Linked DNA regions of Sus scrofa: regions 1, 3, 4 and 5 are each linked to region 2. The links are chromatin contacts, called in public Hi-C and HiChIP or PLAC-seq maps. All regions are on one chromosome and are shown on one strand. The core of a region is the stretch at or near the end of the contact, and the rest is flanking DNA. Distances in the headings are between cores, read along the strand shown.

Evidence for each region. A called contact is a pair of places that touch in the nucleus more often than the background predicts. HiChIP or PLAC-seq counts read pairs in DNA pulled down with a chosen protein or histone mark.
Region 1: a Hi-C map of retroperitoneal adipose tissue shows a contact between it and region 2, with 4 times the contacts expected there. The contact joins the enhancer-like site here to the promoter of HES1 in region 2. A contact is called at or near these places in 2 of 5 promoter capture datasets (fetal liver and liver), 22 of 47 Hi-C or Micro-C datasets (adipose tissue, alveolar macrophages, brain and 12 more) and 2 of 2 datasets of contacts at active chromatin or transcription factors (alveolar macrophages and skeletal muscle).
Region 3: a contact with region 2 is called in an H3K27ac HiChIP or PLAC-seq map of skeletal muscle, with 6 times the contacts expected there. The contact joins the enhancer-like site here to the promoter of HES1 in region 2. A contact is called at or near these places in 5 of 47 Hi-C or Micro-C datasets (brain, embryonic fibroblasts, epiblast stem cells and 2 more) and 1 of 2 datasets of contacts at active chromatin or transcription factors (skeletal muscle).
Region 4: an H3K27ac HiChIP or PLAC-seq map of skeletal muscle shows a contact between it and region 2. The contact joins the enhancer-like site here to the promoter of HES1 in region 2. A contact is called at or near these places in 13 of 47 Hi-C or Micro-C datasets (alveolar macrophages, embryonic fibroblasts, epiblast stem cells and 7 more) and 2 of 2 datasets of contacts at active chromatin or transcription factors (alveolar macrophages and skeletal muscle).
Region 5: a contact with region 2 is called in a Hi-C map of liver, with 11 times the contacts expected there. The contact joins the enhancer-like site here to the promoter of HES1 in region 2. A contact is called at or near these places in 1 of 5 promoter capture datasets (liver), 5 of 47 Hi-C or Micro-C datasets (embryonic fibroblasts, liver and skeletal muscle) and 2 of 2 datasets of contacts at active chromatin or transcription factors (alveolar macrophages and skeletal muscle).

The regions. Positions count from the first base shown.
Region 1 is chr13:131,303,852-131,306,551 of Sscrofa11.1, reverse strand. No RefSeq gene overlaps it. Among named protein-coding and RNA genes, the nearest start is that of CPN2, 33 kb to the left of the region's middle. Within about 2 kb of position 1,446, at least 26 of the 83 cell types and tissues checked have an H3K27ac peak or open chromatin away from gene starts, as enhancers often do. A contact at or near this core is called in adipose tissue, fetal liver, liver and 4 more, where this site is marked.
Region 2 is chr13:131,134,606-131,137,305 of Sscrofa11.1, reverse strand. HES1 (hes family bHLH transcription factor 1) reads right to left here and starts at 1,336. Exons shown (of 4, transcript NM_001195231.1): 1 at 1,222-1,336; 2 at 979-1,074; 3 at 638-725. The coding sequence starts at 1,329. It overlaps LOC102164131 (a long non-coding RNA gene), which reads left to right and starts at 1,727. Exons shown (of 8, transcript XR_002337825.1): 1 at 1,727-2,700.
Region 3 is chr13:130,903,934-130,906,633 of Sscrofa11.1, reverse strand. No RefSeq gene overlaps it. Among named protein-coding and RNA genes, the nearest start is that of HES1, 230 kb to the left of the region's middle. Within about 2 kb of position 1,398, at least 18 of the 83 cell types and tissues checked have an H3K27ac peak or open chromatin away from gene starts, as enhancers often do. A contact at or near this core is called in embryonic fibroblasts, fetal skeletal muscle and skeletal muscle, where this site is marked.
Region 4 is chr13:130,999,324-131,002,023 of Sscrofa11.1, reverse strand. No RefSeq gene overlaps it. Among named protein-coding and RNA genes, the nearest start is that of HES1, 140 kb to the left of the region's middle. Within about 2 kb of position 1,418, at least 43 of the 83 cell types and tissues checked have an H3K27ac peak or open chromatin away from gene starts, as enhancers often do. A contact at or near this core is called in alveolar macrophages, epiblast stem cells, fetal liver and 4 more, where this site is marked.
Region 5 is chr13:130,958,937-130,961,636 of Sscrofa11.1, reverse strand. No RefSeq gene overlaps it. Among named protein-coding and RNA genes, the nearest start is that of HES1, 180 kb to the left of the region's middle. Within about 2 kb of position 1,371, at least 6 of the 83 cell types and tissues checked have an H3K27ac peak or open chromatin away from gene starts, as enhancers often do. A contact at or near this core is called in liver, where this site is marked.

The sequences.
Region 1 (2,700 bases), core at 197-2,696, 170 kb before region 2:
CATTTCACCACTGCTTTTGCTCCCCTCCACTGTGTTTGATCTTCTGGGCTGCTGTGTGAGATTTCATCTGGAGAAAGGCTTTGTGGGTAAAATCAGCATGAACACCTCTGGTCTGGATGATGCCTGGTGACCCTTCTGACTTCGGCAGCTCACACCTCCAAGAGGAAGAGAGGAGGTCATTCTGAGAAGCAGGAAGCAGGCTTCATTCCTGCTCTGACCTTGACCCTGAGTGTCTGTTCCTAGTTCTTCCATTTCACAACCCTGCCCCTCCTGACCATGTGGGGTGGGCATTCCCTGCAGCCACAGAAGAAGAGAGAGACACAGATGGTCAACAGTGGGCAGGTGGCAGTGATCCAGGCCAGCCTAGATGGGGAAAACGAGGGAAGGGACTTGCTCAAGGTTACATAGCTGGTTCTCAACAGAGCCCGTCTCAAATGAATCCGTCAGAACTGCTGCTGGGTGCCAGGTTGGACACGCTTAGGCAGCGTTGAAGGTGTGATGGCTGGGTTCCAAGGGGAGCCAGTTGGCTTAATTTGGCGAATATTAGTCTCTCTTAGAATCCAGATGAGCAGACCCCTTGCCAGAGGCAGCTATCCTTCCAAGGTTCAGCCTGACCCTGGAGCAGCAGACACAGCAGGATGCTGGCTGGAAACAGCCACCCTAGGGCTCAGAGAGGAGTTCACCTGCCTGGTATGGGCCCCCTCAGGGGACTGAAGGCCAGGGAAGAGGTGTAGCAGATCAGGACGGATCAGGCACCTTCCAGCATAGCTTCTGAAAGTAAAGGGCTGAGCCCCAGATTGGATCTCAGAGAGTCTGGCAGGTGGGTGGCAGCCAAGGGGATCCAGGGAGCCGAGTGTTTGGGCCAGTTTCCCAGTTGCCTTGGCAGTGCATCTGGCCAGAGCCCAGTGGGAAGTCAGGGACTTAGGAAGCAGATGCTTGAGGAGGAGCAAGGGGATTCGAACTCTTGTCGTGTGGGTAAGAAATTAGGGCAGGGCAGGAGGGAGGACCCAGAGCCACTGGGCAGTTAGCAGAAGAGTGACCAGAGTAGAGTGGGACATAGGTTCAGGACTTTGACGTGTCCCCGCCACAGTTCTGTTTTCCGTGTTGACAGAGACTCTGACCCTACTCCACTGGGAGTGCCTCTTTCCCTCTCTTTGGGTTATGTAACATGTATCTGTGTGTGTGTGTGTGTGTGTGTGTGTGTGTGTGTGTGTGTGTGTGTAGACGTTTCCTGTTTTCTGGGTCTCTGCCTCCAATTCCTATCAGTTTCATAAAACCCAGAGAAAAAAGATTCTGTCTGTAACCTCAGTCGCCTATTCCAGGCTCACCATCAGGAAATCCTGTTCCCACCTTGCCCGAAGCCCTGTGCTGTAGTTTAAGTCCCTCCAGGTGGGGCTGGCAGGGTCCCTGGGACTTACTCCAAAGGCCCCAGGGAAACTGGCTGGGCTGTTTCCTGAGGAATGCTCGCTTCCACATTGCAGACTCCAAGCACGTGCCCTCTCCGCCTGAGGTCTTGAATGATGCTGCTTTTGGGGGCGGGTGGGGGGGGTGTGGTGGGGAGCCCAGCTAGTGATTTATTGTCTGTTTACTCTCAGAAAGCTCATGTTCATGCCTGCTGGTGGAAGGGTTGGAGGGATGGAGGGAGGGAGGGTGTGTCCTCTGAGTTGCAGAGGGAGCCAGCGGAATGACTTACCCCTGTCCCTGCCGGGTGGCCTGTTACCTTGTCCTCCCTGCCTCTCTCCACCTGATGAGAAGCAGAATGCACTTCTACCCCATTTGGGAGGCTTCAGGCACGTTTTCTGCTCTGAGGCCACTGAATGCAAAATGCTACCCAGATGACAGGGAAGGAGGAAAGAATGAGGCTGGGGGAGCAGTGCTCTGTGCCGAATCTGTACTGGATCTTCATGTGGCGTCACTAGGAAGGAGGTACTGCCTCCATGTCACAGATGAGAAAGCTGATGCTCAAAGAAAGCTGAGTCTAAAGTGTCTGAAGTCACATAGAAGTGAGCAGAGTTGGGATCCAACCTCTCGTCTGGCGAATAGCAACACTCATGCTTTTCCTCTCACCTGGGTTACTGCATTAGAACCTCATCCTCATTCAGTCTGTCCTTTTATTTTTATTTTTTATTTTTAAAAAATGATTTCCATTTTTTTCATTATAGCTGGTTTATAGTATTCTGTCAGTTTTTTACTGTACAGCAAGGTGACCCAGTCACACATAGATATATACACTCTTTTTTTCTCACATTATCATGCTCCATCATAAGTGACTAGATATAGTTCCCAGTGCTATACAGCAGGATCTCATTGCTTATCCATTACAAAGGCAATAGTTTGCATCTATTAACCCCAAATTCCCAGTCCATTCCACTCCCTCCCCCTCCCCCTTGGCAACCACAAGTCTGTTCTTCAAGTCCATGAGTTTCTTTTCTGTGGAAAGGTTCATTTGTGCGGTATATTAGATTCCATATATAATTGATATCATAATGTATTTGTCTTTCTCTTTCTGACTTACCTCACTCATGAGAGTCTCTAGTTCCATCCATGTTGCTGCAAATGGCATTATTTTGTTCTTTTTTATGGCTGAGTAATATTCCATTGTGTATATATACCACATCTTCTTAATCCATTGAAATGTCAATGGACATTTAGGTTGGGGTCCAATCTCTTATCTGGCTAATACCAACACTTGTGTTTCCT
Region 2 (2,700 bases), core at 87-2,586:
GGCCAGGAGACAGACGGGTCACCGAACGTCCCTGGCCCCGAGGCCACCTCCTCCGCCCTGGGAGGTCCCCGCAGTGCGCCTCCCTGACCACCCGCCCGTAGAACTGCCTCTGGCTACTAGGATGGGCTTAGGAAAAAACAATCGCTTCTCCATCCTAGCTTGGCGACCAAAGCCGAGACGCTCCCTCTCTGCTCTCAGTCGCTCCATTTAAACCGATCTCAACCTCAGATCTGCCTCCCCCTAACCCCCGCGCGATTTGACCTTGGATAATGCCCTTCCCCCCTTCTCCACCACCAAGCCTTATTTTTCCTTCTGTAGTGGAGTGCTAAACCAGATGACCCCAGGCTCCGCGCAGCTTAAAGACCGCCACGCTTCTAAGTCTTTTCGCCCCCACCCGCTTCCCCCTGGCCAAGCCGCCCGCCGCCCTCGCCACTACAACCTCTCTCCCTCCCTTTCCGGAACAGTAACAACTTGGAGTTGTGGCTATAAATAAGCCCCAGACCGTGGGAACGCAAGAATGAGCCAAGGCAGTAAAATGTAGCTGAATGCCTCTCACAACCACGGGCGGAAGTCTGGAAGAAATCACCGCGGGGCGAGAGGGACGCCCGCAGAGGGGGACGCGGCCAGCCGCCCTCACCCGTCATCTGCGCCCGCTGCAGGTTCCGGAGGTGCTTCACTGTCATTTCCAGAATGTCCGCCTTCTCCAGCTTGGAATGCCTCGAGCTCTGCACAGAAAAGGAGGCAAGGGAGGAACGTGAGAGACTGCCAGCGGCCTCGGAGTGCTGGGGGTGGGGGGTCCCTCCTCTCCGCCGCGTCGCCAACATCCCCCAGACCCCGGGTAGAGTAGACCCAGCCCTCCCGCCTAAGGGAACGCAGTGCAGGCGGGGGAGATCTCGCTGACAAAGGGGTTTGGTTCTTAATACCAAAGAAATAGTATTTCAATTTTTTTAATTAAAAAAGGCAATATTACCCACTTACATCTTTTTTAAGAGCATCCAAAATCAGTGTTTTCAGCTGGCTCAGACTTTCATTTATTCTTGCTCTTCGTCTTTTCTCCATGATGGGCTTTGATGACTGTAAAAGGGGAGGGGGGAGGAAAAAGAGCCCTGAGTTCCCATGAGACTTGACATTTCACCCCAGGGTTTAAAGGGAGAAAGGAGCCCCCACCCATCCCGACTTAATCTCTTAGGGGCTGTGGAGAGATACAGGTATTGCCCTTACCTTTCTGTGCTCAGATGCTGTCTTTGGTTTATCCGGTGTCGTGTTGACACTGGCTGGGGTAGCAGCCACCGGGGACGAGGAATTTTTCTCCATTATATCAGCTGGCATTTTCTGTTTTTTTTTTTTTTTTTTTTTTTTTAATCCCTAGAGAATTTTATTTTTGGAGTTCTTCACACCAAAAAAAATTGTTTTGTTTATGTCTCTTTTACTTGAGACTTTCGCAAAGCTACTGAGCAAGTGCTGAAGGTTTATTATATCTTATGGCTACTTGGTGATCGGTAGCGCAATTCCAGGACCAAGGAGAGAGGTAGACGGGGGATTCCGCTGTTATCAGCACCAGCTCCCGGATCCAGTGTGATCCTCAGGCCCTGGCGGCCTCTATATATATCTGGGACTGCACGCGAACGGCTCGTGTGAAACTTCCCAAACTTTCTTTCCCACAGTAACTTTCAGCCAATGGGAGGAGGAGACACGCGGCACCGCTCGTGGACCGCGCCCCCCCATTGGCCGCCAGGCACAAGGCCTGGCGGCCAATGGCGCGCGCCTGAGCCCGGGGCACCAGAGGCTACAACGTCAATCAAAAGGATTTTAACCCTTTGTTACTCTCCCTACTGGGCTTTGCTTTAGAGAGGATTTTTCTGCATTGGGTTTGATCTACTCTAGTTTATTTCTTTGGAGGCTGGGGTCTTTGCTGCTTATTTCCATTCGCGTGTAATAGAGCTGCTTTGACACTAATAAGTTCACTTGAAATATATTTTTAAAAAGGTTTAGAAGGACAGGGATAAAAGATTATAATTGCATGGTTAAAAGAAAAAGGGGGAACATGTGCAAGGGTGTGACTTACAGAAACATCTAAGTGATTTCCCGCTCAGACTCCGCACATTCCGGGGGTGGGGGGTGAAAGTCGACCATGCAGAAAAAGGACAAAATTCCTTTCTGCATGCAGAAAAGGAAAAAGTGCCTCCATCTTACTTACATTTGCAGGTTTTTCAGAGCAAAGTGGTTTTTGATCCCCGCCCTCCACCCCTACCCCAGCCTGTCTCTCATTTCTGTTACGGAGTTGAGGCCTTGAACCTAGCGCTTCCCCAGGAAACAATCAGAATAATTTCCAACTGAGCAGAAAGGAAATGGAATTTCAAATGAAAGATGAACAAGGAGGGCTTTGATGGCAATGCCTCAGGGACGCGCGCGCGTCCTGGCCACCCTTTCCCTTTCCACCCGTGGGCTCTCAGTTTTGCTGCACATAGAGGTGGCGAGCCGAGTGGCAGCCGCTCCCTCCTTCTCGCCCCGCGAGCGACCAGGGCAACCTCGACACCCGTCGCGCGCGGGCCCTTTAAGAGCTACACCAGCCGAGCTGCAGTTTGACATCAGCCGGCCGGCGAGGGCGCGCCTGGAGCCGAAGCACGTGCCAGGATGTTTTATTGCCGCCGCGGCTGCGGCCGGGCCGGGAGGATGTGTGTGTGCGTGCGTGTGTGAGTG
Region 3 (2,700 bases), core at 149-2,648, 230 kb after region 2:
CAGCACAGGGACCATTGTGTTAGGCACACTTAAAAAAAATTTTTTTTAATTATTTTCCTTTTTACAGCTGTACCTGCAGCATATGGAAGTTCCCAGGCTAGGAGTCAGATTGGAGCTGCAGCTGCTGGTCCACACCACAGCCATGGCAACACCGCATTCCAGCCACATCTATGACCTACATCATAGCCTGTGGCAAGACCAGATCCTTAACCCACTGAGCAAAACCAGGGAATGAAACTGCATCCTTGCAGACTATGTCAGGTCTTTAACCTGCTGAGCCACAGTGGGAACTCCATGATAAACACATTTTAAATGTGAATTTCTGAACAGCCACCTCGGAAGTCTGTTTGGCAGTTTCTTTAAAAATTGAACATCCATCTACCCCATGGCCCACCAATTCTATTCCTAAGTATTTACTCTGGCGGAATGTATTTACATGACTTCTAGAGAGATATTCCTGGAAGTTTTTATTCATAATAGCTAAAAACTGGATACATCCCAGATGTCTGACTACAGGTGAATGGATGAACACCACATTACCGTATTTGCAGTACATCCATTTGATAAAATACTACTCAGAAAGAAAGAGAAAAAGGAATGTACTGTTGATGCATGCAACAACATGCATGAATTTCAGAACATACTGAGGGAAGGAAGCCAGACACAAAAGAGGGTACGTGATATGATTCCATGTGTATGAAGTTCTAGAATAGTGGCTCCCATCTGTGGTGGCAGAAACTGGATCAGTGGTTGATTGCTTCATGCTGCGTGTATGCATGTGCAGGGGCATTGACTAGGAGAGGGCGTGAAGGACACTTCTGGGGGTCCTAGACATGCCCTGTGTCTTGACTGGGGTCTGAGACACATGAGTGTATTCGTTTGTCAAGTCTGATCAAGCACTTAAGATCTGATTTTACTGCATTGATGTTATACTTTAAAAAAAAAAATGTTTTAAAATGAATTTCTAGCTGAAGTTCCCGTTGTGGCGCAGTGGTTAACGGATCCACTAGGAACCATGGGGTTGCGGGTTCGATCCCTGGCCTTGTTCAGTGGGTTAAGGATCCGGCGTTGCTGTTAGCTGTGGTGTAGGTCGCAGACATGGCTTGGATCCCACGTTGCTGTGGCTCTGGCGTAGGCCAGTGGCTACAGCTCCGATTCGACCCCTAGCCTGGGAATCTCTATATGCTGCAGGAGTGGCCCTAGAAAAAGGCAAAAAGACAAAAAAAAAAAAAAAAAAAAAAAGAATTTCAAGCCACACATAGGAGGGTGCAGTATCAACATTCTGTCTGGTTGAGAAGAGAGTGCGTGAGCCTGCACTGGCAGGCCACTAGAATGCGTCTGCAGTGGCGTGTCCTGGAATCCGGAGCTTGGGAAAGTGCTGTCTGTTCCCGCTGTGTCGATGGCGGGGCCGGCCAGCTTCCTGTGCAGGCTGCCAGCGCCTAGCTGTCAGGCTGAGCCCAACCACAGCTGCTTTAATAGCACGTTGGGAGGGCCATTTTCTCCGGGCCCTGCAGCCACATCCCAAGGACCAGCCATACCCCCAGGCCCACTTCCCCACCTTGGATTTTTCTCACCAGACAACCTTCTTTTCCTCACTCTCAGGTACTTTCCTGGGCCCAGACTGCACTTGCTGCCACTCAAGCTTCATGGGTGATAAACTCTGGCTTTCTAATATTCCAGGACTGCTCCACGGAGCCATTGCGGCAATCCTTTCTTAAACGTTTTTTTTTTTAAACTGCCATTTGCGTTTTGTTCATATTTCCTGCCAGATTGTCAAATCAGGTTCTCTCCAGATGCCAACATCTGGTATTAAATTGCAAGTCTGAATAATCTTCCAAAACAATGTTTTCTAAGAGCCAGGCAACTTCTTTTGTTCACGTTCTTCATCTGCTCAAATTGTATCATGTTCTCGCCTTGATTTCTCTGCTGAAATATATCTTTTGAGAGGTCAAGTCTCACCTGTTTAAGACAGGCCTAACCCTGGCATCAGGCCACAGGTTGCTTGGAGAGTATGGGACCTTTTAGGGGTTTTTAGGTTCTCTTTTACCTTTTGATGTTTAAAAATTAATAAATCTCAAAGCAAACTCTCCATCGAATAAGCAGTGAATGAATTCAGCTTTTCCCTTATTCTGATGTTTATATTTTCAGTTGGAAAATGAAATCTCTAAGATGCCAGACATGTGGTATCCAGACACGTCTGCCTGTTGGAATCTGGAGCTAGAGGTGGTTACAGAACGTTTCAGCTGCATGCAGTGCGTGCTCCGCAGCTGGGAATATGTTCCCAGGACGGAGAGGACCCACAGCTCCAAGCTTGCTTCCTGTTGCTTCTTTTACCATTGTAGAGACCTCTGTTCTTCTCCTGTGGGGTCAGGAAGTGGGGAAGCCCAGGCACGCAGCCAGCTTGGGATGGAAGGGTAAGCACTTGCCAAGGGGACAGAGATGCATTTCGGGCCCTAGGGCTGTCACTCCCACCAGGAGGGGGGTGGGGGTGGTGAGCCCTCCTCTCCTGCCTTCTGCTATCTTAGGCCTTAGATTGGAGCCATTGGTTTCAACCTCAATGTCTTTTGTGGGGCGGCTGAGGGGGACGGGGGTTGGTGGGGGACGGGGGTTGGTGGGGGACATGGAAGAAATGTCCTAGAGAGTGGGCTCCTGACCACCTCCTGCTTCTTCTGCAATCAGAGCAAGTTCCACCTTTTTTTT
Region 4 (2,700 bases), core at 169-2,668, 140 kb after region 2:
CTAACCTCCTTGAGCAAGGAGTTAAGTCTGGTGTTCAGCTCACTAAGAAGGGGTCAGTCACAGAAACTACCCCTGATGTCTTCTAAGGGGACAAAACAGTGTTTCTTCAGGGGGACCTGTGATAAGACACCTCAGAAATGTGATTCATAAGAAGGATGCTATTTTCTACAAACTAGGAAAGTTGGAGGACCTCTTAATGTATATTATTCACTCAGACAGACAGATGATGAAACCAGCAAGGGGCGGCTGCCTAGGGCCCAGAGCCAGGAGGTAGCAGAGCTGGACAAGAGACCTGGTCTTGTGACTGAGCCATGTGCTTCAGCTGCTCTGCACACCCTATCTTTCTGTCTTTGTTCATACTCAGGGAGTCTGCTGTCAAACTTCCATCTCCAAATTGTATTGTGGGTTAATGTGCACCACCCCCCACACTCAACCACCCCCGCCCCACTACACCCCCCCCCACCAACAGCCCCCACCCCCACCCCCCTGCAGCAAAATTTCAAGAACTTAAGAATGCAGATCAAAAGATCTGTGCCAACGGCATGTAAGGGACTTTTGAACACACTTTCACTGACGTGCAGGAGGCACCCTCGCTTCCTCTGCAGGCAGGACACTGCACAGACCCTAGTCCCCTGACCTCTAAATTCTTTGGGTGCCGGCCCAGCCTCGAATCCAGAGCCCCTCCTAGGACTTGGCCGAAGCCAGCTATGCATCCACACATGCGCGCGCCCAAGTCCACTTTTGTGGGAACCTGTTCTCATCACCTGCCACCAGAGACTTCAAGTCTCGCCTCTCCACTCCCGGTCCCGGCTCCAGCCCACCCGAAGTTGTGCAGGAGCCCAAGGGGATTTGTGCAAACAGGCACTGGCCCCAGTCGGAGCCAGGACCGAGGAGTTTGACCTGAGGCAAGAGGATAACCCAGGGCAACACACTTAACTCCCCGGACGAGGAGGGGTGGCCTGGTAGCCAGAAAGAAAACTCCTGTGCTTTTTTTTTTTTTTTAATTGAATCCATAAAACAAAAGGTGAGGGGGTTCTGGGGAGGGGAGGAACGCCTGATGATTTATGGCGCTGGTCTGGAGAGGAGGAGAGCCGGCAACTCTTTCCAAGTCGGCGGGCGGCGTGTGATTCATTTCCCCGGGGGCGGCGGGGCCGGCCGGGCGGGCGGGCGCAGGCAGCCTGGGGCCGCCGCACACCCCGCGCTCGTTTATTTACGGTGCTTTATCAGCGGCTGCGCGCGGCGATAAAGTTTATGAAAAGAGGCGGCGGCTCCGGCCGGCGGGCCGGCCTGTGCTCCTTTCCCACACTGATTAGGATCGGGCAGGGGTTTGGAAGCTGCAGTTAAGGATCGGGCGCCCGGAGCCGCGTCTCCCCCTTCCTGCCCCGCCCGCGCGCCCGCCGGCTGCCCGGCTGTTGCCCCGCGTGGGAGCCGAGGTCAGGGTTGCGGCCGCGGCCGTTCCTTGGCGGGGGAGGGCAGGACCGCCCCGCGGGGGAGGGAAAGGGAGCGCCCGGGGCCGCTGGCGAGGCCGAGAAAACTACTGTTGGAATGAATTTCTATTCGCACTGTCCCCGTGTCGAGATGGAAAAAGGGTGATAGGGATTTTTCTCTTCTGAAGGTGTGGCGGATTCTCATCCCGCCATTGACGTTTCTAAGCTCCTCGCCATCCATCTCTCGTCTCTCTTTGCATCTGGGCTTGACTCAATTTTTTTTTTTCCCTTTTCATGACCCTATTTTGTTCGTCCCTTGCGAAGGTAGTAATTGTACACCTCTTGCAGGACACCTCTAAGTATGAGGAGAGAGAGAAGCAGAGAGACAGGATGAGAGACTGGTTCAGAGATTAAGAGCCGTGTCCCTGACCCTCAAGATTCTCAAGGTCACAAGCACAGACCGTCCTGAAAGAGTTAGCAGGGCCGGGGGTGGGGAGGCTCGAAGTAGCAGACAATTAAAGCAGGCCACTAAGGCAGGGCTGCTTTAATGCCTTGGGGCATTACCTTGTTTAATCCTCTGGGAGGTTTTTGGAGGGAGGTCCCTGTACAATCATATTTTACAGATCGTAAAAGGAAGGTCCACAGAGGGCCAGTGACTTGCTTGAGACAACTCGGAAGTCAATGACTGAGCTGGGATTTGAACCCAGGCAGAAAGGTGCCAGAGCCTAGGTACCTGACTTCTGAGTTTCCCTGATGTTCTAGAACTGACAGGGAGCAGTGAGAGTGCAGTAGCCAGGACAGCCAGTCCTGCCTGGAAAAGACAGAGTGTCTTGTCCTGGGAAGGAGAGTGATGAGGGCTGGGGCTTGAAGAGTAGTTTTCATAAGACAGACTGGATAGCGAGAGGAAGGCACATTTAAACAGAAAGAACCTCTACAGGCAGTCCCAGGTACTCCAGGCCCAGCTCCTTTCACCTTCCGTTTTGTGTTCTTTCTCTAAGGAACGGGAGAGCAGCAGTGCAGAACCTCTATACTATGTGAAAACAAGGTCACCTTCCCAGGCCATTTCCTTGATCTGGAAAGTTCTATCTGCAGCTGCTGAAATCCTGCCAGCACTCAAGTCTTAACAGTGTCATCCCCTCCTGAAAGCTTCCTGGACTGCTCCTTATCTCACTGCCAATGACTAAAAGCAATCCTTCCTCCTCCTCTCCTCTCTCACTCTTGCTTGTACTCAGTAAAGCGCTTGGATTTGGGCTCCCTCTGTCTTTCCTACTAA
Region 5 (2,700 bases), core at 122-2,621, 180 kb after region 2:
TTAACCCACTGAGTGAGGCCAGGGATCGAACCCACAACCTCATGGTTCCTAGTCGGATTCGTTCACCACTGAGCCACGATGGGAACTCCAGCAATTTTTAAATTCTTAAAAGCTAAAACAATGTAAGAAAATGCAGCCGTTCTTTTGGTGTTTTTTGTTTGTTTGTTTGCTTGTTTTGTTTTTTTTTTTCTCTTTTTGCCTCTCTGAGGCTGTGCCCATCAAAAAGAAGATATTCTGTAAATCTTTGCAGGTTAGTTGTTTGGAATGAATGCCCAGAAAATGCTGAAGAATATGTAAGGAGGCAAAGGGGAGTGACAGAGTCATTCACTATATTATTATTGCCTTCTTTGCTATTTATAAGATTTTTTTTTAAACCTGTGGCGTTATTTGCCTTGAAAGCCCAGTTTTTATTAACCATGGTCACATTTTCTCTCTCATCCCTCCTTCTAACCCTTGCTATCCATTCCCCCAACACTTCAAATTTATTGTCAAAAGGTGTTCCTTTAAAGACTTTTTAAAAGAAATGTAATTATCTATGGCTCAGTGTCACTTTGAAAGTGGTCCCTTGGTATTTTCTGGAGGCTGCAAAATATGTTTAATTTCCAAACCTTCTTGGAAGTCACCCAATAAATTCAGGCACGGAGGGCATGGTCAGAGTACAGGGTGTGTGAGGAGATCACTCTGCAAGTTGGCCGGTGTCGTTTATTATAGGCAATCCAGCAGGTGCGTAAATAACTCCTACTGGGAGGTTTTCCGCTCAGCTTCCCCAAATGGCTCCATTTCAACATCCAGCAGTGACGCTGTATTCTCAGAATTGGATTAGCTAAGCACTGGGCAAGGTAAAACCCACTAGCATGATCCAAAGGAAAGTTTGCTTCTACATCAATAGCACTAGTATGAAATAGACTTTTGTTGATTAAAAATGGTAGGATTCACCAGCTAATTGAAAAATCCAGTTCTTTGAAGTGCATGTGCACATTTCATGTTACATAGCTCAATTCTATGTACATTTCATGTTGGAAAGTTCAATTCCATGTATGCCATTTTTCAGCCCTTACTAAGAGTCGGACCTTATGCTGGTTTCTGTGGAGAATAAGGAGATGAGCTTGACCTGGCCTCGGCTTTGGTAGTTCACACATTTGTAGGAAGACAGTGGCAGATGTATCCCTCATCACAGAACAGACTGAGAAATTAGAAATGCAAGCAAAATGCTGTCGGGTTAGAAAGGAAAACTTAGAGATGCCTCTTGGTAGAGGAAGCATGAAAACTCGGCATTCTTGTATTCATTTTTTAACAGACAGTTATGGAATGCCAATGGGTTTCATGCCCTATTCCATGAACACTCTGAGAGGGCCAATTTTGGTTGTTTAATTATTTACAGAAGAATAAAGTTCAACAGGCAGAAAAGGGAAGGGGGGGCATTTCGGGCAGTAGGCGTTGAGTGGAAGCCTTGAGGCTACAGGGCAAGCCCAAGCCACGGGCAGGAGTTCTTTGTGGCTCTGATCCAGGATGTGTGTGTGGGACCGAAGGATGGCAGGGGCTGTAGTGAAGGAACAATTTTTTCCCAGGGGGTCTCAACCCTGAGATTCCCTGATTCTCCAGGCATCAGAATCACCTGGAGAGTGTGTTAAATTACAGATTGCTGGGTCCATTCCAGCGTTTCTGACTCAGGAGGTCTGGATTTGGGCCTGAGAATATGCATTTCCAACACATTTCCAGATGTTGCTGATGCGGGGACCACACTTTGAAGACCTCTACTTTATCCTGGTTTGCCCTGGATAAAACCTGTTAGTTGCTGACCCAAGAGCCATCCCATCATCCCGGCTGCCCCAGCCCTGAGTTGTTCTGGTAGCACAAAGAGTCTTTGATTTCAGTATTAGATTTCCTACCCCAGGGCCAGAAGATGATGATGATGAGCCTAAACCAATCACGGTAATCTCAGTTCCCTTGGCCATTGATTGATGTGAATGTGGGCAAGTACCTGCAGTGTCTAAAGACAGGTAAGGATAATCATCTAACAGCAACTCACAAAGAGAAGGGCTTCTGCCTTTTGCACTTACTTCCTAAATCTCTATATACTGTTGTAGTTACACTGGCCATCTTTGGACCAAGAGATGACAAGGATGAGGAAGAGAACCAATATGGCACGGATGTCATGGCAAAGATACAGAAATAACCGGGGTCCCCAAAGGCATCATTGAGCTGCATTCCCTGGACTGTCTACCTCAACCTGTCCTTGTGTGAGACAAATACACTCTTATTTGTTGAGGCTGTCATAATCCATTCTCTTGTTACTTGCAGCCAAACACACTCCTAACTGATCCAACCTGTTCTAATTCTGTGATGTGGGTGGCATGGGTGATATCAACATCATTTTAGAGATGAAGGCACTGAGGTTCAGAAAATGAAGGTGACGTAATATATAGTGATAGAGCTCAGATTCCGACTCAAGATTCCTGATTAAAAGTCCTTGGCATTTTGGCAACTCAAAACTACAATGTGGTATCATCTCATACCAGTTGAAATGGCCATTAGTAAAATGACCATAAATATTAAATGTCGGAGAGGGTATGGAGAAAAGGGAACCTTCCTACACTTTGGGGATGTAAATTGGTGCAGCCACTATGAAAAGCAGTATGGAGGTTCTTTAAAAATGTAAAAAATAGTGTTGCCATATGATCTAGCAATCTCATTCCTGGG